Linked DNA regions of Mus musculus: all the other regions are linked to region 1. A link is a contact called in public promoter capture Hi-C and targeted proximity ligation data. All regions are on one chromosome and are shown on one strand. The core of a region is the stretch at or near the end of the contact, and the rest is flanking DNA. Distances in the headings are between cores, read along the strand shown.

Region 1 (5,220 bases), core at 1,470-3,969:
TGCACCTAAGACGTAACACCATAAAACTTAGAGAAACAAAGAAGAAAAAGCCTGGCAGCTTTGGCTTTAGCAACGATTCCCTGGATCAGATACCAAAGGCACAGGCAACAGCATCAAAAATCAGGCATGGTGGCTCACACTTCTAAGGCTCAGGAGGCTGCCACAGGAGCACTGACTGCAGGACTTCAAGCCTGGGTGCAGATGAGTTGCAGGGGAGGCAGAACGCTACATAGTGAGACCCTGCCACCAAACACAAGACGATGAGGATCTAACGTACAACATCCTAAGAAAGCCTCATTTATTGCTTATTAAAGCTTAATGAGGGGCTGGTGAGATGGCTCAGTGGATAAGAGCACCCGACTGCTCTTCCGAAGGTCCGGAGTTCAAATCCCAGCAACCACATGGTGCCTCACAACCATCCGTAACGAGATCTGACTCCCTCTTCTTGAGTGTCTGAAGACAGCTACAGTGTACTTACATATAATAAATAATAAATCTTTAAAAAAAAAAAAAGCTTAATGAGACTGGCGCCAGGAACACTACTTAATAGAGAAAAGACTAACCAAACAAGAAAAAGAAAAACCTATGCCTAAACTATTGTACATAACAGACACGTGTAAACGTTTTCACTGGTAAAAAAATGTTTAAAAAAAATTCTCTTAAGGCCAGCCTTGAAATGTAGGAGGACAGTATGGACACATGAGATGTTTTATTTCTTACTTTGAGGGATAAATACTGGGATTAAAGGCTTGTACCATCACACCCCCACCGTCAGTGTTCTTTGTAACTTTTTATGACTCAAACACTTTGTAAGTAACAAAGGAAATAATAGCACACAGAAAAGGCAATATTGACTAATAATAATAATACTGCAAAAAAATTGTAAAAAAAAGTGCATTTGTTGGGTAGCTTAGGGTAAGAACACTTCTTGTTCTTCTAGAGACCTTGAGTTCTGTTTCTAGCCCCCACACCTGGGGGTGACTCACAACCACCTGTAACTCTGGCCTTAGAGGTGGTGCTCTCTTCTGCTCTCCACAAGCACTCACGTATGTGTGCAAACACCTGAATATATACCCATTATTAAAAATAAAAATTTTTTGAGGCAGAGTTTCTCTTTGTAGCCCTGGTTGTCTTGAAACTCGATCTGTAAAACATGCTGGGATTAGAGGTGTGCCCCACAACTGCCTGCCTAAATCTGCCTAATTTTTTTTTTCCTAAATTCTTAAGTGTGTCTGCTTTCCTGTTGATTAAAATGAAAGTTCCAAATTAAGTAACTAAAACTCCAGAGTTCAGCAATTAAGTATCTTTGGCAAGCCTAGAGTTGCTCACACACACACACACACACACACACACACACACACACACACACACGTCACCTAGTTTAAAAACTTGGGTCTGGTAGCTGAAACTTGAATTGCTTATAACTCCAGAACTCAGAACTAAGGCAGGGAGCTAGTCGGAGTTTGAGGCCAGTCTCAGGAAAAAAAAAAAAAAGGCAGACACAGTGGCACACACTTGTCACCCAGCAATCCCAGCTAAACGACCGAGAGGCTGAGACAGTAAAGTACGCTAACATATAGTTCCAGACCAACCTCGGTAACATCACAAAAATTCAAAAAAATTAAAAACTCTGGGTAAGTTATTTGGATGTCAGTCGGGGAGAGCTGAACCCCACACCCTCCCTCCTCTCAATTTTGTCTTTTGGTCAATGAACAAAGGCAGATAAAAGAAAGAAAGAAAGAAAGAAAGAAAGAAAGAAGGAGAGAGAAACCCTGTCTCGAAAAACCAAAAAAAAAAAAAAGAAGAAGAAGAAAAATGAGAAAGAGAAAAGATGCTGCACCTTAGCCATGTACTTTCATTAGCTCGTGAGTTTCATAAACTCATTTTACAGCTTAGCTTAAATTCAGCAATGTCTACTTGGTTATTAGAGGTGAATTTGATGGTTGCTCTTCGCTGAAAAGTGCGTTCCCTTTTAAAAGCAAACCTACTTTCATCTATTGGACCAAACACACAGAATAAAGAACTATTAGTCTTTCCGAAGTGGAAATAACCCCAAGGTGAGCGCCAAACTACATGCAAAGTAAGTAGGAAGCTTTATTCCCAAACTGACAACTCGGACGGGGTAGCACAGAGCAATGACAGCTAAATTTTCGGCGACATTGGCTTTTAAAAGGGAACGCACTTTTCAGCGAAGAGCAACCATCAAATTCTTTGTGACTGCAGCTTAACTTTAACCAACACCAACATCCCCCCCCCCCCCGAGACAAACCCTAATTTAGAACTAAACGTGGTAGCATGTTTACCGAACAAAACACGGGGAGCCCCAGAAACCGATGACTTGGTGTCCTTCAGAAAGGTAAACAAATCGCTCTCCGGAACGGCTAGCCCAAAAGCTAAGCCTCCGCGTCCGGACTCGTCCCAGCCTCTCCTTACCTGCATCTCACCACCACCTGGATGTTCCTGCCCTTTTCCTCTTTCTTCTTCAAAGAACTCGGCTGGGACGCCATGACGGTCGAGCCAAAACCTGCCGGCCTAGCGGAGACTCAGACACAGTGAGAACCGGGAGCAGCCTCTCCTCACCCGGTGCTGCCAAGGCCACGAGGACCGAGACTCGCAGCTCGGCGTCCCCGAGGTCCACGCAGGCCTCTTGGCCGTGGCCGCCGCCCCGCAAAAGCCGGACAGGACGAACCTCCTCCTCTGCTCCGAAATCAGCAACGATTCCGCGCCTCAATTTTGAAAAATGGAGACGACTGACCGGACCAATAGCAGAGCGGCACGCGAGGCATCATGGGACGCCGTGTCGTCACTGTGGTGACGACGGGGCGTGACCCGAAGAAATGGATGGCGGTGCAGGCTGGCTCCTGTAGTCCGAAGTTCACTGTGCAAGCTTTCAGTGCTGCCGCTGGCGGGCTTCTGGGGCCTGGGACGCCTACATCGCCGCATTCGCTGGGTCCTTACCGCCCTCCGAGGCTTCTCGCTTTCCGTAGAGAGGTGACGAACAACTCGGCCGTTTAAGGTGTAGGTGGGGACCGGGGAAACAGAAAAGCCGAGTCCTCCGCCTCATCGGGTTTCCGGAGCTGCTTTTTCTGTTTCGCGGGATCTTAAATGCGGTTTAGCCTCTCCGATGTAACTTAGCGAGGATCAGAGAAAGCGCCGCCGACCTCGCCAAATACCCGCCTTCCGCACTCCAGATCCCTGGTCCTCTGGATTAAGCAAAGCCAACTGTCTACTGGTAAACTACTCTCGGAGGCAGGAGTGGCAGAGGAGCTCTCCGAGTTCCAGACCAGCCTGATCTATAAAGCGAGGCCAGGACGGCCAGGGCTGGTTGCACAGAGAAACGCTGTCTCCAAAAACAAACAAACAAAAACAAAACAAAAGCTAGCCCCAGAGACTCACTGCTATCTCAAAATGTCCCACAAAGTGAACATATTGAACATCTTTATACCCTTGCCTCCGGCCAGTCTTTCTCACTTCAACACGTGTTTTTAACCAGACCCTTCCTCTGCAATCACCTTCCTCCAAGACTTTGAATCTCGTCCCTGAATGACTTCCTTCGATGTTCCTACTGCTACCCTTTTTTTCTCCTCCCTGCTACTGCATTCACTCAGCAAATATCCTTTAAAAAGCAAACCAAACACATATAGGGACAGAGGCAGAAAGATCAGGAGTTCAAGCGTCCATTTCATACATTTCCAGTTTAGTATCAAACTGTGTTATGTCCATCATTTGCTATTTATTCGTTTGTTTTAAACAAGATATCTTTCTGAACACAAGGCTGGCCCTGTGAGAATCCTCAATGATCTTCCTGCCTTCTGCATACTGGTATTGAAAGAATGAGCTACCAGTCCTGGCTGGTTTCTTGTTTGCTTTTTTTTTTTTTTTTTTTTGAGGGGTGTGGCTTAAGATTATTTATTTATGTGTGGGGTAGTGTGTCTGTGTGTGTGTCCTCCAAGTGTGTGGTGGTGCCCTTGGACAGAAGATGGCATTGAATGCCCTGGAACTGTAGTTAAAAAGTCAGTTGTGAACCACCTACAGTGGGCGCTAGGACCTGAATTCAGGTCCTGTGGAAGAACAGGAAGTGCTCTTAACAGCTCTTATCCATCTCTCCAGCCCATGATTTTTTTTGTTGTTGTTGGTTTTTTTGGGTTTTTTTTTTTTTTTTTTTTCGAGACAGGGTTTCTCTGTATTGCCCTGGCTGTCCTGGAACTCACTCTGTAGACCAGGCTGGCCTCGAACTCAGAAATCCACTTGCCTCTGCCTCCCGAGTGCTGCATCCCATGATTTTTGTCTTTTTGTCTTTTTTTTTTTTTTTTTTTTTTTTTTTAATCTTTTGGAATTAGATGCAAAAGGTCTTACCATTCCTGTGTTTTCCGATGGGCTTGCTTGGCCCCTGTGAAAGGGTCATTCATGCAGACCACTATTCTAAGGTGGTGTTTACCCTGTTCTCTGTCTCCCCTTGTACTACGAGTGCCAGCGCCTCAGTGGAACTCTAGTCCATTGGCACTTTGGATGCCTTCCTCATTCTCATTTTTCTGTCAGTTTCTGGTTTTTAAAGACTGTTTTGTTTGTTTGGGTGGTTTTTTTGTTTTGTTTTTATGTATTTATTATTACACATAAGTACACTGTAGCTGACTTCAGACGCACCAGAAGAGAGCGTCAGATCTCATTACGGGTGATTGTGAGCCACCATGTGGTTGCTGGGATTTGAACTCAGCACCTTTGGAAGAGCAGTCAGTGCTGTTAACCACTGAGCCATCTCACCAGCCCCCATGGCTTGGTGGGGTTGTTTGTTTGTTTGTTTGTTTTTTACTGGGTTGGTTGAACAAGCTTGTAATCTCAGTCTCAGGGTTTGGATTAGCAAATTCAAGCCAGGCTGGACTACAAGAGACCCTAGAAAAAACAAAACTTGACCATCCTGTCTAAAGGAACTTGCTATTTGCTTCTTTAACACTACACTTTATAATTATGTTGTGGTTTTTTTTTTTTTCCTACCTGAGTGTAAACTTCATCTGGGTCCTTCTTCACATTGTTTTGGGGTTTTTTGAGATGGGTTTTATGTAGCTCAGGCTAGCCTCCAGCTCACTGGCTAGCTGAGGATGGCTTTGATCATACTGCGTCCACCTCCCCCGTGCTGAGATCACAGGTGTTTACCACCATACCTATTTATACTGGACTGGGCATCAGACCCAAGGCTTCTTTGTGCTAGACCAGCACTCTACC
Region 2 (5,220 bases), core at 894-3,393, 850 kb before region 1:
AAAAAATGGAAACCTTTGAATGAATGGAAAATAGAAACACACATCAATGCAGCAGCTACTCCCCGTAGAATCATGAACTGAGAGGTAGGAGCTGAATTGTATAAAAGGAAAGTGCTGCCGAGCTCCAAACCCTCATGGACCTGTGGGGTCAAGGTCTGTGCATATCTCTCTTATGCGTAAAGCAAAGCATGTGTTGAAGAGATGGTGTGTTACGATTCTATTGCTGTGAGGAGACACCACGAGCAAAGCAACTTATAAAAGACAACATTTAATTGGAGGCCTGCTTACAGTTTTGGAGGGTGAGTTCATGGCCATCATGGTTAGCAAGCTTGGTAGCAGGCAGGCATGATGCTGGACCAGTAGCTGGGAGCACACATCCTGATCCACAAGTTATAGGATAGGGGTACGGATACATATATATAACTGGATACACACACACACACACACACACACACACACACACACACGTCATATCTATCTGTCTGTCTGTCTGTCTATCCATCCATCCATTCACTGGGCCTCTGGGCTTTGAGTTTCAATAAATGAGGAGCAAGCAGTCAAGCATCTGAATCTATGGGGCCCATTCTCCTTCAAACCCCCATAGCTGGCAAAGCTGTGGAGAGGCTTGCTGCTCTTTCCCAGGGCCAGGGTTCGGCTCCCAGTACCCACACCACTCTGTCACGCTTGTTCCAGGGCTTACCACACCGTCTTCTGTCCTCCATGTGTAATGTGACATGGAGAAGCAGGCACACACATATGACACAGAAGCAACATCTTTAAAAAATTTAAATGCAGGGCCTACAACAGCAGCACAGGGTTGTTGGAAAACTAAAAAGAAGTTAATAGATAAAAGATGTTTTTTAAAAAGGAACAAAAATGCTAATGCATGTCAAATATTGGTATACAAGAGTTTCATTTAGGCTACAGGAGTTCTTATTAGTGATAAAAGGACAAAGTATTTGGTTTTTAGATATCTATAAAAATTGACTGCTTGACAAATTAACTCAATACTTTAATAATATTAAATTATGAGGTTTCCTATTTACATTTTTAAAGGAAACATTTTTATTGTAGTATAATTCAAATGCACCTTGAAATGCATAAATTTATAATTTTGTAATTAACAAGATTGCAATCGCTGCTCTATGTAAATCAGGGTGTATCTATGATTTGCTGCCAGGAATAAAAAAAGTCTTGAACTGATTGACAGGGATATTGTTATCTACTGGTTAGGATAAAAGATTTAAAATGAACGTGTATTAAGATTCAGAGTTCTTCCTTAACATGGACCCGCTGTAAAAGTGAGAAGCATGCCAGTTCTGTTCAGCAAATGTTTTAGTAGCTCCTGTGATTTCAAAGGCACAGTGTTGGCTGCGGAGTGCGAGATGAATAACTGCTGGTATTGAAGAGAAGCAAGATCTGTACCCAGTGGAAAGAGGAATGGGACGTCACGGTGTAGGGCAAACACAATGCAGGAACAACCCAGTGGAGCTTAAAATAATTTAATTCTGGCTGCCTGAGGTGTTTTTTTTTTTTTTTTTTTTCCTTAAATTTTATATTGGATGCCCTTTCTGCGTGTGCTAGGTTGCTTATTGGCGTAGAATCTGCGACCCTGTGAAATCTTTTTCATTCCCCATTTCTTCTTTTCCTTGCCAACTCGATCTCTTCAGCCGCCAGCACTGCCTTTGGAACAGTATCTATTGTGTGGGTGGCGGAACGCGGGGAAGCTATTTCTGTTCTAATTATGAGCACTGTTTTCGTAGGGGAAAAAGAGGGGGTGATAAGGCAGATCTGAGGCTGAGCTGCTGGCTGGGCGAGGATGCTCGGTGGAGGCGTTACTAAGGTTACTAGAGAGAGGACCGCAGGTGACAGGCGGGGTTTTTCTCTATAGCAATATACATTTTCCAATGAAGGACGTGGGCTGGGCAGTGCCACATTGTACTACATATTGGATTCCCTAGAGGAAAAAGGAGATGGCCCAAAGGAAAAATGAGGGACCAAAGCAGGGAGCCTCTGCTTCCTCTTCCGGGCCTTTTCTTCCGCCGTCTTTGTTTACCCCCGAGCCATTCTGGCTGCAGCACAGAGTCGGCGCGCCGGAGAACGGTGTCTTATCGATGTGACACGCCTCTGAGCCGGGCCGGAAGCGGTTCCCAGCCGGTACCCGTAGGGCCAGGCGTGCAGCGTGCGGTGACAGTGGCGCGGGCGGCGGCGCTGCGTGGCTCTGGAGGACCGGCGCGGACCTGCAGCGGCTCGCTGAGGCCGTGGCTCGTCGCTGCAGCTGTCAGGACTCTTGGGGGCGAACTTGCCAGACAGAGAAGAGCGGAAGGGAAGGGGTGTGTAAGGAGGGCCGTGGGCGTGTTTGATCTCAGAGAGGACTTTGAAACTGGTTCTTAGTAGTTGAGTCTCATTTTTATTTTGACAGATTCGGGAGGCAGCAGATGCCCTATTCTCGAGATTTTCTTAATTCCAGTCAGTTGATAGCATGATTTGAGTGAGAGCTTTTTAGTGAAGCTACTGGGTTAAGATAGCTCAAGGGATGGATGAAGCTGCCCGAGATAAAAAGAAATGTGGCGTCGGAGCAGAGAAGAGGTGTCTGGAATGAGGGGTCAAGATGATCTACTAGTTCCAGGTTCTACTAGTTTCAGGTCTTCCTGTACTAGGTACCGTCCCCAAACTATGTAAGCTTGAGGTTTGGGCTTCTTTACATAACCTCTATGTTAACCTTTACATAAGTGGGGAAGTAGGAGACGCGTCTGTGCCAGCCAGACCTTAGATTCTGCAACTGCTCCAGGCTCCACACTGCGGTTTTCCACCATCAATATATGAAGCACGTGAGGATGGATTAGAGGGTAGTAGAATTTGAACAGCCTTGATGAGATCTGCTAAAAGGTGTGACGTCTAGGTGTATAAGGCAATGATAGCTGTCGGTCAGGAAGAACTGTGGCTTGCAAACCTATGTCTCCAAAGCTTGGCTGTTGCCTTCTCTTTAGCATTTGGTGGGATAAGGAAGAGAGGTATATACTCACACGCCCAAGTTTGAAAATGGAGTTGCAGAGACTCACAGAATTTAATGATTTGACATAGCTACCTTATTTAACAGAATGACAAACAGAAGGTAGTCAAGAACGCAGACACTGGCTATCCTAGCTGTACTTGCCAACACAGATGCTAAAGTTAATGTCTCTTTACCTGGACTGGGTCCTTTCAGCAATAAAGATTGCAACCCACCTTTACCCCTATTAATGTGTGTTACGAATTCTGTACACTTACTGACACAAATACCAAAGCTGAAAAATATTATCACTTGACCTGGACTGGCTCCTTTCAGCTGCAGGAGTTGACTATTGATGATATACAGTAGTAAAATCATCTGTACCCTTGCTCATGTGTGTTCCAAACTCTGTGTAATGCTGGAGTCAGATGCCTTTTCAGGCACAACTGACAGCTGAAGCTTTTCAGCAATTCCAAGACTATCCATCGGAAAATAATAAGACTGACTAAGCCTAGGGGTAAGGAAACTTAGCTTAAGGAGACCTCAGCTAAAACTCATGCTTAAAAATTAAGGAAAAAAAATTTAATCAGTTGATAATGTACTGTTTACAAACACTAATTCTGGCAAGTTGTGCCTAATATTCCCAAGAGATTGTTGAAACTGGGGCCTTAAGAATCAAGTAGATTAGTTTAACTACATTTTCATTCCTAAAATGCAAGTACTTATTTTTAACTTGAAAAATCATAAGCTTTATAAAAGTGCTTATCACTGTGTCTATGACAAAGTAATAATATAGTCACCCAGTGCTTAATAAGAGAGACACTTAAATACATTTCTGCAGCTCCTTCATTGTTCAAACAGCAGAGAGTATGCTTCTACAATGGTACAGCCATCAAACACCTCTACTACAGACAGCCCCCAAACTAGTATCTTTCTAGACTATGAACGTATATAGCATGTTGTTGCAATTATTACTGTAGATAAGTGTAATGGTATTTGCACAGTTAGGCATAGCTACAATGTAGAAGGTATAGTTGAAGTACTAAGCAATAATTTGTATTTTCCTCCAGTGGTCTGTCTGTGGCTGAAACATCTCTAGGGGGTGTGGGGTGTGTGGCACAAATAAAAGTGATGCACTGTTGTCCCTTGCATGGAGTCGCTTTGCAATATCCAGGCTTAGGTTTCACTGGAAGGCCAGTGACTAATGTCCTTATTCTTCTTATTTCAAAGGGATTAAAGTGTTAGGTGGCTGCGTAGACCAGAGACCATGATCTGCCCAGCATGACTTGTAAAGCTTGTGGCTGTTTAAGATCACTTAACTCTCAGTCTTGTGTTTCCTGAGTATTTGGCAGCTCGGGTCCGCACGGCTGACCTCGCACTCCTTTGCAGATGCATGGGCATGGAGGCTATGACTCTGATTTTAGTGACGATGAGCAAGGCGGAGGCTCCAGCAAAAAGAGGAAGAAGTAAGTCTGTTGATCCATAGTTCACACTGTTTCTAGACGGACATGAAGTATAACTAAATCCTGGAAAGGGTTTGGATTGACTTTGCATATGGAAACAACTGCTGTAGCAAGTGAGGGTTTATTCATTGCACTGTAATAAATGGATTTCAGTTTGGAGGTAGTTGTGGGGAAAATGAAGTTTTGTTGTGAAGGAGTTTATTGAAAGGGATAGAGGGAAAAGGAAAGATTTCTCTATTGCATGTTTTTTTTTTTTGTTTTGTTTTGTTTTTTGTTGTTTGCTTTTTCATTTGTTAAGACTGTGTGTCTGCAAATGTCACAGCTTAAAGGAGGCTTGGTTGCTGTTTGTCTTCCCAGTGAGGTGCTCGTGGAGGATGAATTGTAATTCAGAACAGTTGTAATGTTGACTTGAATGAGCAGGTCAGAGTTGGCAAGACCAAGATCCTCTAGCATACAAAGCCTGGGCTTCACAAAGAGGACACATTTTTGTTGTTGTTGTCATTTTTGTTTCCTGAGACAGTTTTATTATTTAGTTCAGGCTATCCTGGAATTCCCTATATAGCCCAGGCTGTCCTAAGACACAGTCTTCTTGGTTTAGCTTTGAAAGTGCTGGGGTTCCAGGTATGAACTGCATGTCCAGCTGGAGGCTACATCTTCACAAAATTGCTGTGTTTAGGGCCATTGTCCTTAGCTTTCAGTGCTTTGAAATGTCATGGTATGTAGTAACAGGAGGGCTTGATTCGTAGTAGCAGGACTTAGAGAAGT
Region 3 (5,220 bases), core at 1,976-4,475, 820 kb after region 1:
AAATATGTCTCCAGTCTCAGAAATTCTGATTTAAAAAGCTTGCATTTGGGCCGGGCATGGTGGCGCACGCCTTTAATCCCAGCACTTGGGAGGCAGAGGCAGGTGGATTTCTGAGTTCGAGGCCAGCCTGGTCTACAGAGTGAGTTCCAGGAAGCCAGGGCTATACAGAGAAACCCTGTCCCGAAAAACCAAAAACCAAACAAACAAAAAAGCTTGCATTTAGGCCGTCATAGTGCTTCCCAGTTGATTTTTACTGTGCATCAGATTGAAAACTGGTATCTTAGGGTGGGATGTGAGTCAGGACCAACATCCTACCAAAGTAACTCTACAGTCAGTCTCGTTTGAGACCTGTGTCAGGAATCTTCTGAATGGAATTTGGCATAGAGGTAGTATCAGAATTTACAGTTTCTACCATTCTCTCTCCCATCATGGCACCCCTCTTTAAACATTCAGAATATAGCTTATATTTTTTGGCCTTATTAGGATCAGCATAATCTGACCTCTTCTTTATTTTCGTGAGCTGTCACTCTTACTTGTTTCTACACCGTCATAACCATGACACACTAATTTTCTGAGGGAAAAAACCCCACATGATTACAGGGCCACTTGAATTGAAATATAAACTCAAGTTGGAAGGGTGGAGCTATTAATTTGGGCAAAAAGGAAGAATCACTAAAAGGGTCCCCAAAGTTCCTGATGTCAATTAGGATACTAAACAAACCTTGAGTTCTGCTTAAGCCCTACAGAGTTCAGAAATAAACTAGGAGGCAATAAACTGTCTTTCTCTTTCCACCACATTCCATCAAGTCTTCCCCACTCTACTGGAGAATCCGGTCATCCCAGATGCCCTGGCTTTCCTCATCTTCAGATGTCAGCATTTTTTTTCCTTAGGCTTTTTATCATGATGCCTCAAAATTTCAGCTCTGAAAATCCTCTTGAAAAATATGCAATACATACTTGCATTTTCCTCTTAAAATTTCCATTGAAAAATCCAACAGCAGTATCAAGGTCAAAAGAAATTTTAAGGCACCACCAGAAACTGCCTCAGAATCCCAAGTTTTCTATTCCAAACTGTTTTTATCCTCCATGTTCAAAGATTTTTTAAAAATTCTTAAACTATAGGCTCTTTGACTAGTCTACATCCTGAAAAAGAGTGTCTTTGCAATTCACTTGGTAGCACAAATGTGGATGTGCCTTGAAATGCCATAAGGCAAGTAAGAGTTTTTAACCTTATTCCACTGAACAGAACAAACAATACATTGGCTACAGTTTTAGATACTACTGATGCCAGGAAATTGGCCAGGACTTCACTGTAGTTATTACATGTGGTAATACTTAAAAGGATTACTTTCTTAAAATCTGAAAAACTTGAAATTACTAAGACCTATGTGCTTCAGATAACAAATGTTAGACTTCCAGCCACACTGTATCAGCTTCTGTTAAGTTCCAAACCTTTCTTTCAGTTCCACTGAAATTATATGTAAATAATATTGATAAATAATAGACATTATTTGCTATATATAATATATTCTTCACTATATATAAATAATTTGGGGAAAGGTACTTGCTGTTAGACACTAAACTCATAACATTGCTTCTAAAAGCAGATGTTACATTTTCCCTCTTAATAACCACCTTAGGAAAAAACTGCCAAAGCATGGGGTGACAACCAACACCAGGTCACATGTATATGTGACCTCCATACACATATACCCATACTCACACGTATACACACACTAGACACATACCCAGACTTGAAACAAACAAACTACATTGGCATTAAGAAGTCCTACATAAAAAGCTGTGAAAACCCTGTGCACCAACAGACTACAATATGAATGACAAATTGCTTCAAAGCATCTCCCAAGGTAATTCCTAACTACAGCTGCAATTTACCAATCAGTTGTAGTTATCCTTTTAAAATGTGTGTCATTGCTGTCCAAATCTGCTGTGCTGACTTATGATAAAAGAGTTGTCTTTAACAATTTCCAGTTATTACAGGCTTCAGACATTTTTGAAAAACCTACCAAATCATAACATTATTCTGATACTAATACTTTATAAAGAAGAGTGAGCTATTTTAGTAAGTTCCTAGTCATTTAGGAGGGCGGCTTCTAGAAACTAATTGCAAGTAGAAATTTTTTTAAATGTATAATATTCCCCAAACTTTTACTATTTTGTCACGTACAGATGCGTTGACAAGTCATAATCTTTAAATACTTGAAAGCAAACTTGCCCAAAGTATTTAAATACTATGTCAAATAAAAATGTCAAAACCAGAAGTTAATCATAAAGCAACCAGACTCCCAACCACTAAGTACAAACAGGGGGAAGGGAGAGAGGGGATGATGTCCCATGACATCATTTGGCAGTATGGAGTTTGAAGGCTGAGAGCGCCTTCCAAATTAACCCTTGCAAAATCCAGCTGGGAAATTACCACGCTTATTAAGCTTGGATAGCCGAGTTTTAAAAGAAGAAAAAGCCTCGCTCCTTCAAATCACACGTCAGTACCGTATGAAAAAAATAAAAGCATCCAGGGAGGCAACTGCCTCCCACTACCCGGATAGCAACGGAAAGGTCAGAATTAGGAGGAAACTCCTCTCTGAGACTGTTCAACCCGAGGGGAGAAAGGACCGCAAAAGCGAAGGGAAGCGCTGCCTTGGCGCCCACAGGCAGGTTCTCCCACTCAGGGAAAACCTCCCTGACGCCCAACTGGCACCCATGCTCATCCAACAGAGGATGCCGACCCTCAGCAGAAAGTCGGGAGCCAGACCCCCCGAAAACAAGCAAACACCCAGCATCAGGCAGCGGACCCCACTCCCCGAGCGTGGAAGGCGCGGTTCCCAAGTGATGGCCGTTGCCCTCGAGGCGCAACTTCCCTGTTGTCCCCTCTCCAGGCCGCCTTCAACCCACCGCCCAGGGCGCCCCCCGGCCCCCGCCGCACCTACCGCGGCTGCGCCGGCCGTCACGATGGGCGGCAGCTTCTCGCGCTCCGGTTCTTTCCCCTTCCTCTCCTCCGGGGCGGCCGCGGCTACCGCCGGCGGCGCTCCGGGCGAGAGATCCCGAGCCGCCTCACTCATGTCTGGCCGGGCGGCTGAGGCGCGAGGCGGTGGCGGCGGCGGCAGCGGCGGCCGGACTGCAGCCGGGGCGGGCGCTGCTGCTGCTGCCGCGGCCGCGAGAGGGCTCCTTCCAACCGCCGCCGCCGCGCCGCCCCCGCCCCCGCGCGCGCCCGCGGCCCGTCGCGCGCCCGCGCGTGTGCGCGCGCCCCCGGGCTGGCCGCCAGGCTCCGCCGCCCACCCCCTGCGTGCGCCCGGCTCGCGCCCTCGGCCGCGCTCCGCTCCCGCGGGTCCGCCGGCCGGGGCTCAGACCGCGGCCCCGCGTCACGCGCGGGGACCGCTGAGGAGACGGCGCGGGGCGGGAGCTGGGGGGCGCCTGGTCGCCATGTTGGTCGCGGGCTGTGGTGGGAGGGCGACAGGCCTTGTAAAGGCTGTGACACGGATTCTAACCCTGGCTTTCCCTTCACCTGGAGTGGCAGGTGAGCCGGGGACCTTTGACCCAGCTGGTGGCCTTTGACCTTTAAACTCGCGCTCAGGAAGCGGACTCGGGGTCATGTCTGCCCCCTGATCTTTCCTCCAGTGCCTCCAGCGCCGGGGAGACTGGGAGACCGCTCACCTGAGCATCCTTATGACTAACTCTTTCCCCGTGTCCTCTCCTGGCCTCATCCTACGGGAGAAGCGCTTAGGGTCGGGAGAGGACAATGCGACACCGTGCTCCCCTCCCACACACACTCCAGGGCAGGACGGCCAGGCCACACTTTCCATTTCTGAGCCGCGGTCCCTCATGACTGCCAAGTCCGCCTCTCCCTTCCGTGCCCACGCGCCTACATTTTGCTCTCCCCGCCCCCCGCCGTCCTTCGTTCCCTCTAATCCCTTGTCCCCTTCCGTTTATAAGTTACAGATGGACAGATCCAAACTGCTGAGTAATCCATAATAAACCTCGTAATAAATTCTGGGTAAGAACGTTTAAAAAATTACTTTAAATCGTCATGTTAAAATATCCCCACCTCCACCACCCGACGACGACTTAGACAATTTCCTTTCTCCTCGCCCCCTCCTTTTCCTTTTATCAGTCTGCTGGAATGGCAGAGACACCTGCTGATGGAGGAGAAGGGAGAGAGGAAGTATTCACTGTACCACTTACTAAAAATAGAGAATTTCTCGACATTGAGGTCTTGGGATTTTTAGTTGAGACTTCGTTATTTTATTCATGGTGAAGTGAATTTTCTAATCCAAGAATACTCAGCTCCAAATACAAGAAGCAAGAATATCTCTGAAACAAATTCAGAGGGGATTTGGTGACTGTCATTTTATATAATTCAGAGTCCGCAGAACTAAATAAATAGTTACAGTTCTTCCTGGCATGAGGTTGTTTTTCAAGCCCAGAATTTGTAGCAAGCAATAAAGTGAATCGGATAGTGCCTACTGTATTACTTTGGAAATTATAAAGTTTGCTTCTATTTCTAGGAAGTATTTGTAGTTTTAATATAATTGCTGTCACCATCGTTTCTCTATTAATAACAAAAGGTGTACAATAAGTAGAATAAAGTAGCCAGGTATTTCATAATCTTTAGAGCCAAATGACACAGGCACTACTTTGCAACACCCTTTTCTGTCTCCTTTTTCTTGAATTTTTGTTTTTAGACCTCTCTTCTTAAATCTCCGGACTATCTCATAGACATCTGTTTTCTTTTAGCAGGCCAGCATGCTGAAAACTGGTAACAAACATTGTAAAACCAACCTTTCATTTTAAATACGATTCAAGATGTACCATGCTACTGTGTCTAGACTGGTAGAATAAATTCTGAAATGATGGTGGGTTATCTCTCCTATTGTCTACAACCAAATTTAGTAATTTGCTATTAAAATACTTGGATCAGAAACGAGTTGGATCGCATGCCTTATGCTTTCACTTTTCATGTGTGAGACAAAATAAAAGTGTGTCTGTACATCTAGTCACATTCAATAGAACAAAAATATTTAGATATTGGCAAAAAAACTGGCAAGTCAGAAGTGTTCATTTCTACTGCTCCAGACGAGATAAGGCAATGGAAACAAGCCCATTGGTTTATTCTGCTGGGAGCTCTATATAGGAAAGATAAGCATCATGATGAATTTGTTTCCACTTCCTACTAAATACATGATTCATAATGTACCACTTAAA
Region 4 (5,220 bases), core at 1,404-3,903, 680 kb before region 1:
GTACTCTGCTCTAAATAGAAGTGATTTATCCAAATCAGTGGGGTCCGGAAAGAAAATTGAGTAAGCTTTTTAGGGTGTTATTATGAATCTAAAACTCTTAGGTGGTAGATACAAGGGAAATATCTACCTTCTAGAAATATAATTTGCATACTTGTTTTTGCTGATATTTGCGAACAGATCTCTCAAGGCAGCCCAGGAGAGTCTGGAACTCACTACGTAACTTGGGTGGCACCGAACTCACAGGCCTCCTGCTTCAGCCTCCCAGGTTATAGGTTTACAGGCACCTGTAAATTAACAGAAAGTTTTGGTTTACAATCAGTGGAAGGGTCCCCAGGCCTTCCACTTTCAAGGTGATATCATACTCAAGAATAAAAACTCTAATTCTGAGTTTATAGTCATGAACTCAACGTGTGCTCTCTGCTTTAGAAGGTATGTGTAGTTGAACTCTGATGTAAGTCGCCCGAGGCCTACATGAACCGGGTATTTCTGGAAGGCAGGGTGGGGCTGAAAGAGACTTAGACTTTGAGAAAAGAATGATGAAGCCAAGACAAGTAGGCGACATGCAGGATAGGATGTGTCTCCGGGATGTCTCAAGGTTCTCTCAGCAGGTAGCAGAGTCTCAGAGAAGAGCATCTGTAGTTGACATAATATAGCCATCTAAGTCGAAGGCTACACCCCAGGTGACCTCATATTCAGTGGCAGCAAAGTCTGAATCAGCCTGCTTCAAGGCTGGGGGAGGCTACAGAACTCTATCTTATTCGTTTTAGAGCGTATGGCAGGAAGAAGTGAGAAAATCCAACACAAGACATTTATAGAAAAAGAGGTGTAATTCTCAGAGATTGGGGGGGGGTGAAAGAAATGAATGGGCAAATGAAGTTAGGCCAAGTTTCACATCTGCTAATAGTACTAGATGAGAGTTTAGAAGCAAATGTAGAATACAAACTCTAGGCAGGCAGATGTGTAGTAAAATACACTGTATATATAAATAATGTAAAAAATAGCTCTCCATTAAGAGATTTAATAAAACCATTTTTCTCATATGTCCTGAGATAAAAATGAAGGCAAGGTGATCATGGAATTGAAAGGAAGATAAGACCTTCCTTCATTCAACTGTTACTACAAAGCTATGGTGATACAGGCTAATAATCCTAGCACTCAGGAAGTAGAGGCAGGATGGGCAGGAGTTCACGGCCAGCCTCATTTGCATAGACTGAAGGCAGCCTAGCTGCACAAAACTGTTTAAACAAATCACAGACTATTACTACAAAGCCTTTTTACCAGGTAACCTAATCGGGACTGGATATAAGCTGGCTAAAGCAACAGAAAGAAGAAGAAACAACATAGAGTCTCGGATGCTAGGAAGCTTTCAGAACAGTGTAGCAGGCAACAGCAATACAACAAAAGAAAAGGAGATTCACATATTCTTAAACTGTAATTAATACTAATAGTCATAAAAGCTACCACTACAAGAAAATCTACTTAGGGCGGTGAGTGTGAGGTTGTCCTGTATAAAATCAGCCTAAAAATAATAGAACTGCATAAACAAACTTGAACGAAATCTGTATTAATGCATTCAACCTGGTTTTGCCCACTATCTTGACAAATACCAAGTAAAATTGCTAGTACAATCTGCCGAGGCAAATGCACAGTTAACGTGTTTTAGGAACCTGCTACCACAAACGTTTCTCCCTGGGCTTCTGCTGACGTCAGAAGGAGGACTTAACAGTTTGAAAATACCCTCAGGACATTTGCATCCTAACTTTTGGAGAGGATTCCTAAAAACTTAGTGTTCTTGACTCTTGTCTAGGCTGACCCAGCACACACTCCTCCTCATCTCAATCCTGCTCTCACCTAGTCTTTCCTTTCCCAGTATTTTCTATTCCAATCGATCATAAAGTTCTTTTTTTTTTTTTTTTAAAGTTCTTCTACTCGGGAACGTCCCTACCCAGTCCTAGTGGAATCTCCTTCAGGATGTGCTCTCTTAAATTTAATATGGGACACAGAACTCACCATACATACACAAGCTAGCAGTCAGTACTATCTGCTCACAACATTTTCTTTTTCAATCAACAACTGTTCAAAAGAACTGTGTTTTGATTTTTTTTTGGGGGGGGGGGCATACAAGAGCTTAAAGGCAGCTGCTTGGAAATCTCTGACTCGACTGAAGGGACCTAAGTCATTCTGGTCAGGAGTCTAAAGAAGCATTTCCGTTCAGTAAATCTCCCAAATCTACGAGGGGTCAGGAAAGAGGCAGGAAAATAAAAAACTGCAAAGAGAAGCGCTTGCTAAGCAAAGGCTGACCGCACTGGAGACCTGAGAGACCTGGCTCAGGTCACTGGCCTCGCGGTAACCTCTCTGTTAAGAAAGTGATAATACCGCCAAGTTCAAAGGAGCCGAAAGGATGGCCTGCGGGCCGGCGGTCGACAGGAACGCAGCGCGGGGTCTCTCAGGGAGCCAGCATGTGTTCCAGCGATTCCAGCCAGGGGAGACGGAGTCCTGCGGCGTGATCTGCTCACCAGCGCTCCTCCCGGGAGGTCTAGTCCTGCCCAGGGGCTAACGAGCCCCGGCTGTCCTCCCCTCCCTCCCCGGCCGAGGCCGGGACCACTCACTACCTGAGACAAACACAGCGCTCGCGTCGCCGCCGCAGACCACTTATCAACCAGGACACCGCTTCCGGGAGTTTGAATCCCGCGGCTGTAGGGCGGGTCACGTCACTGCCGGCTTGGCGAAGGGCGGGGTCTGCAATCAGAGGACGGGCGGGAGAGGGCGGGGTCTGCAATCTGAGGAAAGGCGGGAGAGGGCGGGGCCTGCAATCTGAGTGAAGGCTGGAATCTGAGGATGGAGGAGAGAGGGAGGGCCCAGGAGCCTGAGGGCGGGGCAAAGGCGGAGTCTAGAGCCAGAGGAGGGGCGGGGCAAGGTCTGGAACCCGACGGCAGGCGGGGCGAAGACCGGCTCTGGAATCAGAGGGAGGGGATCGAAACTAGCCGGGCAGACGGGTAGGGGCAGAGTGGGGAAGGTAAGGGCGAGCAAGACATAGAGCCTGACGGGAGCTACAATCCGTGCCGGCCGGGTCAGAGAAGGACCTTGTGAAGATAGAGGGTGTCTGTGGAAACGTGGTGTGAAATGAGGCGGGTGTGATGGTGTGGGTGTGGGTGTGGGTGTGCGGGAGTGTGGGCGTGGTGGAGGCGGAGCCAAGGACAGAGTCGGAGGACCAGTTCAATCTGGGCCTGCTTGCTTTTCTCTGTGTGTTCGGACCCTGCTGTTATCCATAGGACAAGCTCTGTGACCCTCGCCTGGGACTGACTGGTCTATGTTCTTTGGGAACCAATTTCTCTTTGTGAGGTAGAGCACAACCTCCTAGTCTTCCGGGCGGGCCACTCATTTACCCTGTCAAACTCAGGGGCGGAGCAATGGGGAACGAAGCTGTAGGGAGCTGATAAACTCCCAGTTTGAAAACCGAGATTGTGAGCCCCAGCAGCGATTCCAGATTGCTGCCCTACAGGCAGATGTGTCTTTATTGGTCTTTATCGGTCACATCAGGGTCTTGATTAGCGTCTTGAGAACTTGAAGCAAACAATTGCTTATGGCGTGTCGTTCTTAGACTTAGCCTAGGCATACCAGAAGTTTACAGCGAAAAAAATCAGTAGCAAAGCATCCTATGAAGGTAATGTATGTAGTACAAGGGTTAAAATCCTGAATGCCTCTTAATAGATGTGTGGCCTTGAGAACATTTCACTTCCTTGAGCCTCAGTTTCCTGATCTATACCAGGATGCAGATAACCATCTGGTAGTGTGGCTGCGAGGGCTAGAGTTTAACAAATGTAGTTAGGCACTGTTAAGTAAAAGACAACAAATCCATTTGTTACTGAATCTAGTGGATGAGAAACCATGTAAGGAATTTCAGTTTGTTTTATTTGTTTAAAGCAGGAAGATGGCAATCCAAGATACTGGAATTCTCTATTTACACAGTCCTCCCGCCTGAAGTATGAACGGAGAAACAGATGGAGAAAGGAATAGTCTTATTAACCACAAGGTGGCACACTAGAAGGCGGCAAGCAGGCTTTTGCGTTTCAATGTCCATCTTTCCCTTTTGCCCTGTTTTTCAGGGCATGTGGGTGTTTTTTGGGGTATGTGGGCCCCAAACAGGTGGAGCCTGGGTGACCCCGTGTTCCAAAGAGCAGCCTGTTCTGGTGTCCTGGTTCTGCACATCTTACCTTCTTTATGTAGAGCCGTGAGGTGTTCAGTTCAACACTTTTGTGTTGATTAAAATTAAAATGTCTGGTTATTGCTGAGGTCAGCTTTTCTGGCAAGCATCAACTCCAGGAAATTGACCTCTCATAACCTGAGACAAGGGAGGAAGGGGAGGGACTATGTTTTTAGCTAACTTCAATGAGCAGGTGTTCGACAAAAGGTAAATTTCAGTGGGCAGCTAATTCTGGAGAGTGCAGTATGGAATATGCAGAAATGGGGGTATTATGCATGTTTTTATTCCCAAGAAGCAGTTTTGGCTTTCTTCTTATTTGTGTGTTAAAGTGTCATATGGGAGTGATTAGGGGTGGGAGAAAGTTTGTCAACATGAAGTCAGGATGTGAATATTCACTGCCCAGACTATATAAGAAGCAAAATTGGAATCAAGTAGGAGGATCTTATATGCATGCACGATCTCCAACACACACACACACACACACACACACACACACACACACACACACACACACACACACACCAGGGGCAGGGGAGGGTTCCTTAAATAGTAGAGCACAGAGGAAGGGTAGGGAAGTTCACTGCAGTTCTACATCTGCCCTCCAGAACCTTGGTTCTTGTGGAAGCTGCAATGAATAAGGACTAGTAAGGGAGAGGCATAGCCAGGAGGTTCACTGGGAGGCTTGGATTATTTGTAAAAGCCAATGTTGGATCTAGACGTCAGTGTTTGCTCTTTATAGACAGGCACAGTCGTGAAGCTTCAAGCTGCTAGCTGTTTCGATAGCATCTCATGGAGATCTCATTGTCCAGGTGATACTGACAGTTCACTCAGGGATATTCTAGGGTGAGGATTCAAGACTCGTCTTTATTCATGTAAGGAGAAAAACGGGAATGTCTTTATCTTAGCAGGAGAGCTCATTTTCTCCTTAGGAAACAGTGTCAATGGTTTTTAGACTTACTAATTGGAAACCAGGAGGCTGGTGTGATCTAAAGAGTTCTAGCTTCCAAGGGGCCTTT
Region 5 (5,220 bases), core at 931-3,430, 660 kb before region 1:
GTTCCACTGCCTGTTCATGGTAGGCTGGAGACCAAGTCTTTCACTGCTGGGACTTTGAGTACCACATCTCTGACTCCCAGCAGAGACCCTGCTAGCCTGCAATTACACTGCATCTGGGAGCAAACGTACTAGTCACCAACTAACTGCATTGGAGCAGATCTCAGGCCTTTGTATAGCCTTCGGCTGGCTGTGGAGTTGTTGCTCCGGGCCTCGGGTGAACCAGAAGGGCTGGTTGTGCTTCTTTTGTGGAAATGAAGGTGTGCAGGAGTGGATTATGAAGGCAGCAGAGCTTATGTCTTTTCCGTCTTGGGTTCCACGAACCAGTTCTAAATTTTAAGCCAGCCTGCTGAGAACTACAGGTAGCTATCTGCCTCAAGCTCCTTGTAGACAGCTAGCGTGTGCAGCTGGGCCCAACAGGGATTAAATATACAAGCCTCTGAGACCTCTCAACTCCCAGACATAAGCATTTAGACATTCTAACTGTGGGATAGCGAGAGGGTCGATGGTTAAAAACACTCGCTGCCAAGCCTGGTTGTCTGAGTTCAGTCCCTGGAACCCCCATGGGGAGAGAGAACATGCTTCTGTAACTTGTCCCCTAACCACCCCCCAACACACTCACATACATGCATACATACATACATGCATGCATACATACATACAGAGAGACACAAACACAAACAATAAAAGAAAACAATTAAATTTTGTTTAATTTTTGTTAATATCAGATCTTAATTCTTTGAATGACGGTCAAATAAAGTAAACCAAAGCATAAAAGGGATTAAACAACTGAAAAATGACAACTCTTCCTGCTGTGTTTGCAGTCTTCCTAGGGACCACTGATCCAATCAATTTAATTGAGGCAGGGGCTCATGTAGCCCAGGATGATCGTCAAGTCCAGAGCTATCTGAGGATGAGTTTGAACCTCTGATCTTCCTCGTTCTCCAGTTCTCCTTATCCTGAATGCTGGGACTTGCCATCACGCCTGATGTGTTAGTCTGAACAATTAGGTTTGAATCTCTTACATCCTCTTGCTGTAGGCAGACAAGTTGCTCCAGCCTTGTGAGCATGTGCGCTTCTGAAGGGTTGGTGCTGTGGGGATTTTTTAGTTTGTTTGTTGGCCTGTAGCCCTTTAAAGGTCATTTTGCTAGCTGGATATTACCATATACTTTCCTTTTCCCCTCTGTTTCATCCCTTGCTTTTGTATGAAAAGAGTCTTTTGAAAAGGTTAATAGAGAGAAACCTTTCTTGTATACTCATACGCTGGCGTGTTTTATTCATAGCAGTGTTTTATTCATAGGATCATCCCTTTCCAGGGAAACATGGCGGCCACAACAGCAGGTTTCCTATCCTGTCCTTGTGATAGGGTCACTTTGCACCCAAGCTTCCATTCAAAACCATCTTAGGGAACATAGTAAGTGTGAGTGTGAGTGTGTGTGTGTGTGTGTGTGTGTGTGTGTGATGATCAGATCAAGGCAATTTGGCTTAATTACCACCTCAAGATTTTGTATTTCCTTGTGTGAGAAACATTCAAAATCTTGAGGCATTTCCTTCCTTCCTTCCTTCCTTCCTTCCTTCCTTCCTTCCTTCCTTTTTCTTTTTGTGTATGTATCTGTTTGTGTGTGATGTGTGTATGTGTGTACAATGTCCACACCAGTGGTGCATGAATGGAGTCTAAGATCAGCCTTGAATGACACTTCTCATCTTCCACCTTGTTTGAGGCAGGTCTCTTGTTTGTAGATGGCCCACAAGTTTCTGGGGGATTCTCTTATCTCTTCTGTAAGAGAGTTGGAATTATAGGGTCATACGGTGCCCAACTTTCTGTAGGCTTTGGAGATTTGAACTCAGGCCCTTGCCCTTGCTCAGCAAGTACCTTACCCACTGAGCCAACCCCTACTGTCCAGAGGTAAATTCTAAAAGAATCTTTTAGATAAGCTTTAAGAAGCTGTGAGATTCCATTCGGAGTGGTGAAATCTCTCACAGGGTCCATTCATTGTAGACTATGGAGGTAAGCTGTCCATATAGAATCTTGATCTACCTAGGGTATGTTGTAGAGTCTAGACAGTTCTTCACAGGTAATGATGGTCATGAAACTTGGGTACTTCAGTAGAACCATGGTATTGTATTGACAAATACTTCAGAAAGCAAAACTGTTTAATCTACTGAGTCATTCTCCTCACTTCCGGGAGAAAAGGGCTTGGAGACTAACTGTTGAAGGATGGTGGCCCCACCCTGCCGAAGCCTGGGGACTGTACATTTCCCAAAGGCACATTCTTTGGCTCTCAGTCATCTACAAAACCACAGTTGCTTTTAGAAATTAATTAGCTTGTCCTGTTTTTCCTTCCCTCCTCCACAACATAGCTTACCCATATGCTCTCAGTCAGGACACTGGCACTTCCCTGGCTTCTTTTCTGGTCACTGGTTTCTCTCTGTTCCTAAGACCAGTCCAAGTGGCATATTTATGCCTTCTCCAACAACTGATAGATTGATGGATGTTGAATATGCTTTTTCAGCATTGGCCACTGAAAGAGATGGAAGGAGGTTAGAGACATCTTGGAATAACAAAGCCTCTGTCTGTTAATCCTGAAAGGGGCCACGGTGATTGGCCCATCTTCCGTTGTTCAGGAAGGATTACACTTAGAATTCTTTCATGTGCCCTGTGGGTGGATCTAGGTAAAGGAACAACTGCTCCACACATTCCTGATACTGAACTGAACACAACCGGTTTGTAGCTCCTGTTATCCAGATAAATTGATGTGTTTGAATTCTTCTATTTGAAAAGAACTACATGAAGCCGCTGCCCTTCCTGCTGAAGATTCATATGTGAAACGTGTACTGGTCTATAACACAGATACTACCCAGAACACTGTGGCATGACAACCGTCTCCCTACTCACGGCAAGCTTCGGTGGAACAGCTGCTCTGTTGAACAGGGCTGTACTTTGAGCACAGTTTTCGTTCAAAAAAAACAGCTGTGGGACATCTGCCACTTTAAGCCTTTATCAACTGACTTCTAATTGGCCATTACAGAGTAAAGGCCCTGGGCTTTAGAGCCAGCCATACCTGAGGAATTCTAATTGCCATTTCTTGTTTTCTAATTGCTTATGAGCAAATAAAATCTCCGGTTTCGGTGTTCTAAGTAATACTCAGTGCTGGTTAGTTTCTTTCAACTTGACACAAACTAGAGTCACCTGGGAAGAGGGAACCTCAGTTGAGGAGTTACTCGGATGAGATTGGCCTGCAGGCAAGGCTGTGGGGGCATTTTCTTGATTAATGATTGATATGGGAGGGCCTGGTCCACTGTGGGTGGTGCCATCTCAGGGCAGATGGTCCTGAGTTGTATGAGGAAGCAAGCCAAGCAGGGATGATGAACAAATCAGTAATTGCTGTCCCTTCATGGTCTCTGCTTCAGTTCTCATCTCCAGGGTCTAGCCTTGGCTTCTCTTTATGATCATTTGTGAACAGAGCATGTAAGACAAATGCAGTTTTTCCTCTCCTCAGGTTGCTTCTGGTCATGGTGTGTTTTATCACAGCAACAGAAACACAAAATAGGATGGCCTCTCCTACCTTGCAGGGTGACTTGTGGATCAGGTGGAAATGCAGAAGGCCTTGCACATAGGAATTCTAAATTTCCTCTCCTGTTTGATAAGTTGCCAGTGTCAGGAGCCATGGTGAAAACACCTAACACGGCTGTTCTCCTAGGCCTCCGACACTAGAATGAGATGCATGAGATGCAAGCTAGTACCTCGTTGGAAGCGTGGGAAAAGTTGCAATTTATGAGTAAAAGGAGGCCACGTTTGGTGGCATGTGCCTGTAATCCCAGACCTGAGAAACAGATGCAAGAGAATTGCCACAAGTTCAAGGCCAGCCTGGTCTGCATAGCTAGTTCCAGATCAGGCATATATAGGAAGACCTTGTCTCAAAAATTGAATCAAGCAAGCAAGCAAGAAAGCAAGCAAGCAAGCAAGCAAGCAAGCAAAAAGAGTAAACAGAAGAACAGAAAGCTTTGAGAGGAAAGTGTTTATATTTAAGTTGGTCTTAAAGGATACATGAAGACATCATTAGGAGGAAGTAGTGGACATAGTTTACACTCGGGTCATCCTAACACCTGGGAGGCTGAGACAGGAGGATCACAAGTTTAAGGCCTGACTGGGCTGCATAGTGAGATCCTGTGAAAGGAAAAAGTAAGGGAGGGATGGGGGGGGGGGCGGGGAAGGAGGGATGGAGGAAGAAGTTATTCCAGACTTTGAAACAACCACAAAGGGGCTGGAGAGATAACTCAGCAGTTAAGAGCACTGACTGCTCTTCCAGAGGTCATGAGTTCAACTCCTAGCAACCATGTGGTGGCTCACAACCACCTGTAATGGGACCTGATGCCCTCTTTTGGTGTGTCTGAAGACAGCTACAGTGTACTCACATATCTAAATAAATCTTAGAAAAAAATAATAACCACAAAGGATAGTGGAGTTGTGGGTGTATGTGGTGAGATTAACAAGGGTAGTCCGGTTAGGGAGTTGTGATGCATGGTAACCTACTGGAAAACCTCTCTGAGAATGGCATCAACAGGAGTCTGGGGGATTACCTGGGTTTGTTGATTGAGTCAATTGCTCTCCAGAACAGAGGCAGCTCCTTCAGGACCACCTTTAGAAGGGAGGAGCTAATGAAGCCTGACTGAGCCAAATAAGTGAGAAAACCACACCTAGCAGGCTAATGGGACTTCTTGTGCTTCATTGTGAAATGGAACTCCAGCCATCCCCGTGACCCCTCAGAGTGTTTACCCTGTGGGTGAGCACAGGCTGGGTGGGGTGGCTCTGAAAGAGACTGTCATGAGGGAGGCAATCGGAGACAACAGCTTAGAAGGTGAAAGTGATATTTGAAAACAAACATAGCTGGCTTCCCACAAGTCAGATGGGGAGCATTTCCTCAGACAAGCTGAGATGTGGCTCTCATCCACTCCTCTCATTGCATCCCTGCCCAACCTGGAAAGGTAAGGTGCCACCGCCAAGTGTCACTCTGCAAGGAGCAGAAGCTCATTCAAGCTTGTGCAAGGAAAGCGTGGTTTCTAAAGCCTCAGAGAGATCTTACAGAATATAGATTATGGGCTCCAAGGGGCCAGACTACTGTCAGGCAAGGGCCATTTGCAGCCCTGTGTTCTCTTTCCCTCCAGTTACTTCTTCTCACCCTCTCTCATTCCCCCCCCCCCACATTGTCCCCAAGACAGACC
Region 6 (5,220 bases), core at 1,541-4,040, 540 kb after region 1:
TAGCTCAGCAGGTGCACATATGTCTAGTAGGGCCAAGCAAGGTTCTAGTTCCATATCCAGAAAAGGAATAAATTCATTAGTGATTAGTGCCACATTAATCTAATAATTTGGATTTTAAAATTCACAAAGCCATTTTTTTTAAAGCTCCTTATTTTTTTATGCAGGGTTTAAATGTAAGACTCTTAAAACTGTGACTTAATATCAATTCTTTAGTGATTATTTTTCTGTGTATATGGTAGGCTAGGTGTATCTGCGCGTGTGAGTGGGTGGCAGGGCAGGCATCTTCATCGATGGCTCTCCTCCATCTAATTTTTGAGACAGGGTCACTGCACTGACCCTGGGGCTCATGGCTTTTCAAGTAAGTCCCACGGATCCTTCTGTCTCCACCTCCTAGTGTGGGGCTATAAGTGTGCATCAACAGAACTGCCTTTTTACGTGGGTGCTAGGGATCTCAACTCAGGCCCTCCTGTTTGCAAGGCAAGCAAGTACTTTATCCACTGAGCCATCTCCCTAGTATCTTTAGTAATTATTTTATGTTTTCCTTTTTACATTTTAACTTCTTAATTTTACAACCTACAACTGGCAATATAGGTGAATTTTGAGTGGTGAATTGCTCTCTATAATATTTAAATTCCCATTTCAATCTGGAGAAACAATATAAAATACATGTAAAATATTCCTTAATATGTTGAGGCAGGGGTAGGGTCTAATCTACCTCATTCAGAGGCCAGAACACTTGTCTGGCATGTGCAAGGTCTTATATTCCATCCGTGTGGGTGGGGGAGGGGCATACTGGAGCAGAGCTGAGGGTGGGATGGTGTGGGAGCAACAAGGTCACACCATAAGTCCCCAACCCGCACCTCAAAATACTACTATTTTCAGACATGAACTCACTAATACATTAAATTCTTGAAAGGTGGCAACTAAGATCGACCTTGGCTATTTTTATCAAGCGTACATAATCTAAGTAACATTACCCCTTTGGATTATCTAGCACTTGGTTGTGACCATTTGCCAAATAGGTTGGCTAAATGGTCAAGCAAGACAATTCAAACTAGCTGAAGCAAGGCAACACTGCTAACAGAGATTTGGCTTCATGCTCTCACTTCTCAGTGCCCACAGGCAAATTTCTCTTCTGCCCAATTGTGGTTTTCCCAAACTTTTCCCTTGCTCCCAAACCGGCAATCAATTAAGGAGGCATGATTTCTGACAGTACATACATTTTAAAATAGGGACAGGTCAAAGCAAACAGACCTACAATTGGAAGAACTGTAAAATCAATGCCTGTAAACAAACAAACAATAAATCTTTTTTTATACTCTTTTGTCTACCATTTTTGCCCCTAAGGAACACAAGAAACTAAAATTTTTTTTTAAATATAAAGAACTGCTAAACAATTCTGATGCACACTGTATCAAATGTTACCAGGCTAAGAGGATCTTATTTGATTATGAGGTTAAAAAGTTACAAACTGTCCTTAACATGAATAATCATTAAGTTGGTTCCCATCCCTGGCCTTTTCAAATAAATACCTCAACAAGCAAACTTCAACACGCTGGTACCACAAAGAGAACCCAGTAGTTAAAAGTAACTCCAAACTATCTACAATAAATCTCAGGATGACTCAAAATCCTAGATCCAAGCTCAAGTGCGTGTCCTATCTTGTCTCTCAGCTCACTTTCCATCCCGACTTGTGCGGGAGTAAGGCAGAGGCCACCCACACACAACCTAAGTAGATCTCAGGTCTCCCAAACATGCCCATTTCCGGTTTTAGTCTCTCCAGAAACCTAATCCAATTAACTCTAATGAGCCAATAGCTAATAAAATAACTCCTAAATTAAAATTTCAGTTTATGACGGCCGCTAGAACTTAAGGGGTTACTAAGAGTGTCGATGAAACTTGCAAACATGGGTCCATTTTTTGGAGATAATTACTCTTTCAAATCACAAGGTCTACTAAGCCTTTCTTGTGTGCAGAGGCCCTCCGGGGTAATAAGACCGGAAGTCGGGGCAGGTATTGTTGATACAGTAAAACAAAACAAAGCTTCCCCCCTCCCAGCACACAAACAAACAAACAAACAAACAAAAAACCCCATAACCTCAAAAACAACTTCCCGAGAGCACGCTCACCCCACCCTCATCACGAGCCCCGAGAGAGGAGGGCGGGCGGCCAGGGTGAGAGTCCTGGGGAAAGGTCGGAGACAGGGCAGCGCCGCGCGGCTTGCGGCCTGCAAGCCCGAGCCTGCAGGTGGGGCGTGCGGGAGGCGCCGCGGGGCCCGCGTTTACCTGCGGCGAAGTGGAGCGGGGTGGACTTCCTGCCCGCCGTGTCGCGGCTGTTCACCTTCTCGGGCGTCACCAGCCTCTTGACTCGCTCCACGTCCCCGTTGCGGCAAGCCTCGAACAGCTCGCGGGCGGACGGCTCCACGGCCTCGGCCCCGGCGCTCGCGCAGGCCGCGCCCCCGCCGGCGCAGCGGCGGCCAGACATGATCCGGGCCGCCGCCGCCGCCGCCAGCAGCAGCGCCAGCAAAGGCAGCAGGAGCCCGGGCCCCGCGAGCAGGAGGGCGAGGCCCCCCGCAGGAGACGCGCTCAGGGCCCGGGCCGCTCCGCTCCCCGCTGTCACCAGAGTCGGCACGGTCCCATGGCCGCGTCGCCGCGCGCCCCCGGCTCGGCTCCGTGAGCCCCGGCTGCCCCACCGCGGTGGAGGCAGCGCGAACCCGCTCGCCGAGCCCCGAAGCGACGCGACGGCGGAAGCGGCCGAGACCACTCCTGCCAGCTCGGTCGGGTCCTGGGAGCGCGCGTGACGTCGGCTCGCGCGTGCGCAGTGGCTGCTCTCCGGCCGGGCCAGTTTGGGCAAGCGGGGCCGCGCGGAGGGGTTTGTGGGAAATGTGCAGGGAGAGCCTTTGGCTGCGGAAAGAGAAGGGGCTTCGGCCCACCGCCATCTTTACAGAGCCTCTGCTAAAAACGAGAGGTCTTGCTGCCTTTTCTTTTATTAAAGCCTACACTTCTCGAGACGAGTTTCATTGCTCAGACACCGAAGACGAATCTTGGGAAGTTTTGTTCTGATTATGCATTTTCTTGTGCAAGTTTTAGCGTGAAAATCTCTGCAGTGTTGCTTCCGTACCTTCCCCCTGGGAGATTTCTCACCCCTTCCCCCTCCTGCCTTCTTTACAGTGTCTCTTCCCTTAACTCTCCGCATCTGCTTTTGTTTTTCTTATAAGCGTTTTCTCAGAAATGAATCCGTTACGCTTACTGAGAAGTTTGGATGAGCGGCCCCCAGATAAATCAAGAAAGCGAAGAAAGTTCATCTCAATTCTAAAGCAACAATTGGGGGGTGGGGTGGCTGTGATTAGCTCCGCTTCCCATAGTAAATTATTAGCTCAGCGCTGACGAGGATCTATACATAAATCAGCATTGCACCGGATGTGGTCGAGGTGCTGATACAAAGCATACACATCAAAGTTTTCCGAAGTTTCTCTCTCTCTCTCTCTGATCAAAGAATACAAGTGCACAATTCATTTTCGTGTTTATTGTGTTTTATTAAAAAAAAAAAAACAACAACAACAAGGATGTGTTTTGTAGAGCCAGGTCTGGTAAGGTGGGAAGGATTCCTGGGCAGGCCCATGCTGAAACATCCCTTTCTTACCCCTGAGGTACCAGCCATACGGGTGTAGTGTAGAATCGAGTTTATTTAGGGCATGGGAAGGGGAGTAGAGAAGAGAGTAGAGGCAGAGAAGGACAGAGGAAGAGAGAAAAAGAAGAGAGGCCGGCCAGGAACACGTGGAGAGAGACGGGGGAGGGGGGATGGGAGAGAGGGAGAAAGGGGTTAGGAGAAGAGTCTGAGAGAGAAGGGGGACAAACAGCCAGGCCTACCTGGCTGTTGCCAGGTAACTGTTGGGCGGAGCCTGGAAAGAATGTTAGCTGTGTTTAAGGTAGTAGTGACATCTTGTTTCAGGAACCCGAAAGAAAGGAATACAGAGATTTTGCTTGCAAGAAAGTGCTGACTTTTGGCACGCTGACAAGCATTTCCCCTGTGAATTACTTAACCTGTTTTTCAGGAAATCCAGTTTTTGTTAGGGAGCGTTGACTCACTTCTGTGGGAGAAAAGCAGGGACACTTCTTGAGCATTTTAGTAAATGTACCTTCTTATATGTTTATTCCATTATGTTCTTAGACTACTTAGTGTAAATTTAAATTGATCCCTATTACTAAATAACTATTCATGAATATACCTAAGGATTAGAACCTTACTACTATGATTGTCTCATTTTTCTTCATTTCATCGACTTGCCAAATATATTCCCAATTTTTATAATTTTTTATTTAGTGATTTCTGCTTATGTATTTCCTCCCAATATGTGTATCTAAACAACATCATACAGCATCACTTACTCACTGATCTATCTCCTCAACCCTAACTGTTTTTGTTTTTTTCTTTTTTTCTTTTTCGAGACAGGGTTTCTCTGTGTAGCCCTGGCTGTCCTGGAACTCACTCTGTAGACCAGGCTGGCCTTGAACTCAGAAATCTGTCTGCCTCTGCCTCCCAAGTGCTGGGATTAAAGGCGTACAACACCACAGCCCAGCCTAACTTGTTTTTAAAACACTTGATTACTAGAGAAATGAAGTTAACAAAGAAACCATATTAGGATGGCTGTTCTAAAAGCAAACAAACAGCAAACAACAAATGTTGGTGAGATGGACAAATTAGAATCGTTTTGGCACTCTTAATGTGATCATAAAATGTGTATTATTACAGGAAACACTTGGTAGTTCCTTACAAAACTAAACATTGGGACTGGAGAGATGGTCTAGTGGTTCAGGGCACTGTTTTACTTAGGACCTGAGTTCAATTCCCAGCAGCTACAAGGTGGTGCACAATCATATAGCACCAATCCTGGTATCTGTGGCCCTCAGCAGGCACAAACATGGTGCAGACAAAACACCCAACATAAAATTAATTAAAAATTAATTAATTAAAAATTTCAACATAAAGCTACCATCTTCTCTACTTCTGGGTAGATATAGTCAAATAGTTTGAAACCAGGATCTCAAATCGTTCTGCAATCGTGTTCATAATACAATCCTCACAAAAGCAAAGAGTTATAAACAATCCAATTGTTCCATGAATGGATGACTATGAAATGTGATGAATGCATATCAAGGAAGAACATTCAGGCTTCAGGAAAGAAGGAATCTTATCTTGTGCCCCAACATAGGTGATTAC

What was found. Promoter capture Hi-C pulls out the DNA fragments that hold promoters and counts their contacts.
Region 2: a promoter capture Hi-C map of pre-B cells shows a contact between it and region 1, with 3 times the contacts expected there. A contact is called at or near these places in 4 of 39 promoter capture datasets (the C10 cell line, hippocampal neurons, liver and 1 more) and 1 of 484 Hi-C or Micro-C datasets (pre-B cells).
Region 3: a targeted proximity ligation map of astrocytes shows a contact between it and region 1, with 2.1 times the contacts expected there. A contact is called at or near these places in 1 of 39 promoter capture datasets (the 3T3-L1 cell line) and 1 of 130 datasets of targeted methods (astrocytes).
Region 4: a contact with region 1 is called in a promoter capture Hi-C map of pre-B cells, with 4 times the contacts expected there. A contact is called at or near these places in 3 of 39 promoter capture datasets (the C10 cell line, neutrophils and pre-B cells), 5 of 484 Hi-C or Micro-C datasets (CD4 T cells, CD8 T cells, centroblasts and 2 more) and 4 of 130 datasets of targeted methods (astrocytes, embryonic stem cells and pancreatic cancer cells).
Region 5: a contact with region 1 is called in a promoter capture Hi-C map of pre-B cells, with 2.1 times the contacts expected there. A contact is called at or near these places in 2 of 39 promoter capture datasets (the 3T3-L1 cell line and pre-B cells), 2 of 484 Hi-C or Micro-C datasets (CD8 T cells and reprogramming fibroblasts) and 3 of 130 datasets of targeted methods (bone marrow-derived macrophages, embryonic stem cells and pancreatic cancer cells).
Region 6: a targeted proximity ligation map of epiblast stem cells shows a contact between it and region 1. A contact is called at or near these places in 7 of 39 promoter capture datasets (the C10 cell line, the HPC-7 cell line, cranial neural crest and 2 more), 2 of 484 Hi-C or Micro-C datasets (CD4 T cells and CD8 T cells) and 12 of 130 datasets of targeted methods (the SCID.adh cell line, cardiomyocytes, effector CD8 T cells and 8 more).

What each region holds. Positions count from the first base shown.
Region 1 is chr19:37,373,881-37,379,100 of GRCm38.p6, reverse strand. It overlaps Kif11 (kinesin family member 11), which reads right to left and starts at 2,719. Exons shown (of 22, transcript NM_010615.2): 1 at 2,434-2,719. The coding sequence starts at 2,507.
Region 2 is chr19:38,221,075-38,226,294 of GRCm38.p6, reverse strand. It overlaps Fra10ac1 (FRA10AC1 homolog (human)), which reads left to right and starts at 2,143. Exons shown (of 14, transcript NM_001081075.2): 1 at 2,143-2,333; 2 at 4,382-4,458. The coding sequence starts at 4,382.
Region 3 is chr19:36,552,644-36,557,863 of GRCm38.p6, reverse strand. It overlaps Hectd2 (HECT domain E3 ubiquitin protein ligase 2), which reads right to left and starts at 3,225. Exons shown (of 21, transcript NM_172637.3): 1 at 2,949-3,225. The coding sequence starts at 3,080. It overlaps Gm41838 (a long non-coding RNA gene), which reads left to right and starts at 3,825. Exons shown (of 2, transcript XR_877830.3): 1 at 3,825-4,012; 2 at 4,130-4,939.
Region 4 is chr19:38,052,474-38,057,693 of GRCm38.p6, reverse strand. It overlaps Cep55 (centrosomal protein 55), which reads right to left and starts at 2,653. Exons shown (of 10, transcript NM_001164362.2): 1 at 2,377-2,653; 2 at 128-284.
Region 5 is chr19:38,035,496-38,040,715 of GRCm38.p6, reverse strand. All of the region lies in intron 1 of Myof (myoferlin), which reads left to right. Among named protein-coding and RNA genes, the nearest start is that of Myof, 5.5 kb to the left of the region's middle.
Region 6 is chr19:36,831,802-36,837,021 of GRCm38.p6, reverse strand. It overlaps Tnks2 (tankyrase, TRF1-interacting ankyrin-related ADP-ribose polymerase 2), which reads right to left and starts at 2,790. Exons shown (of 27, transcript NM_001163635.1): 1 at 2,286-2,790. The coding sequence starts at 2,484.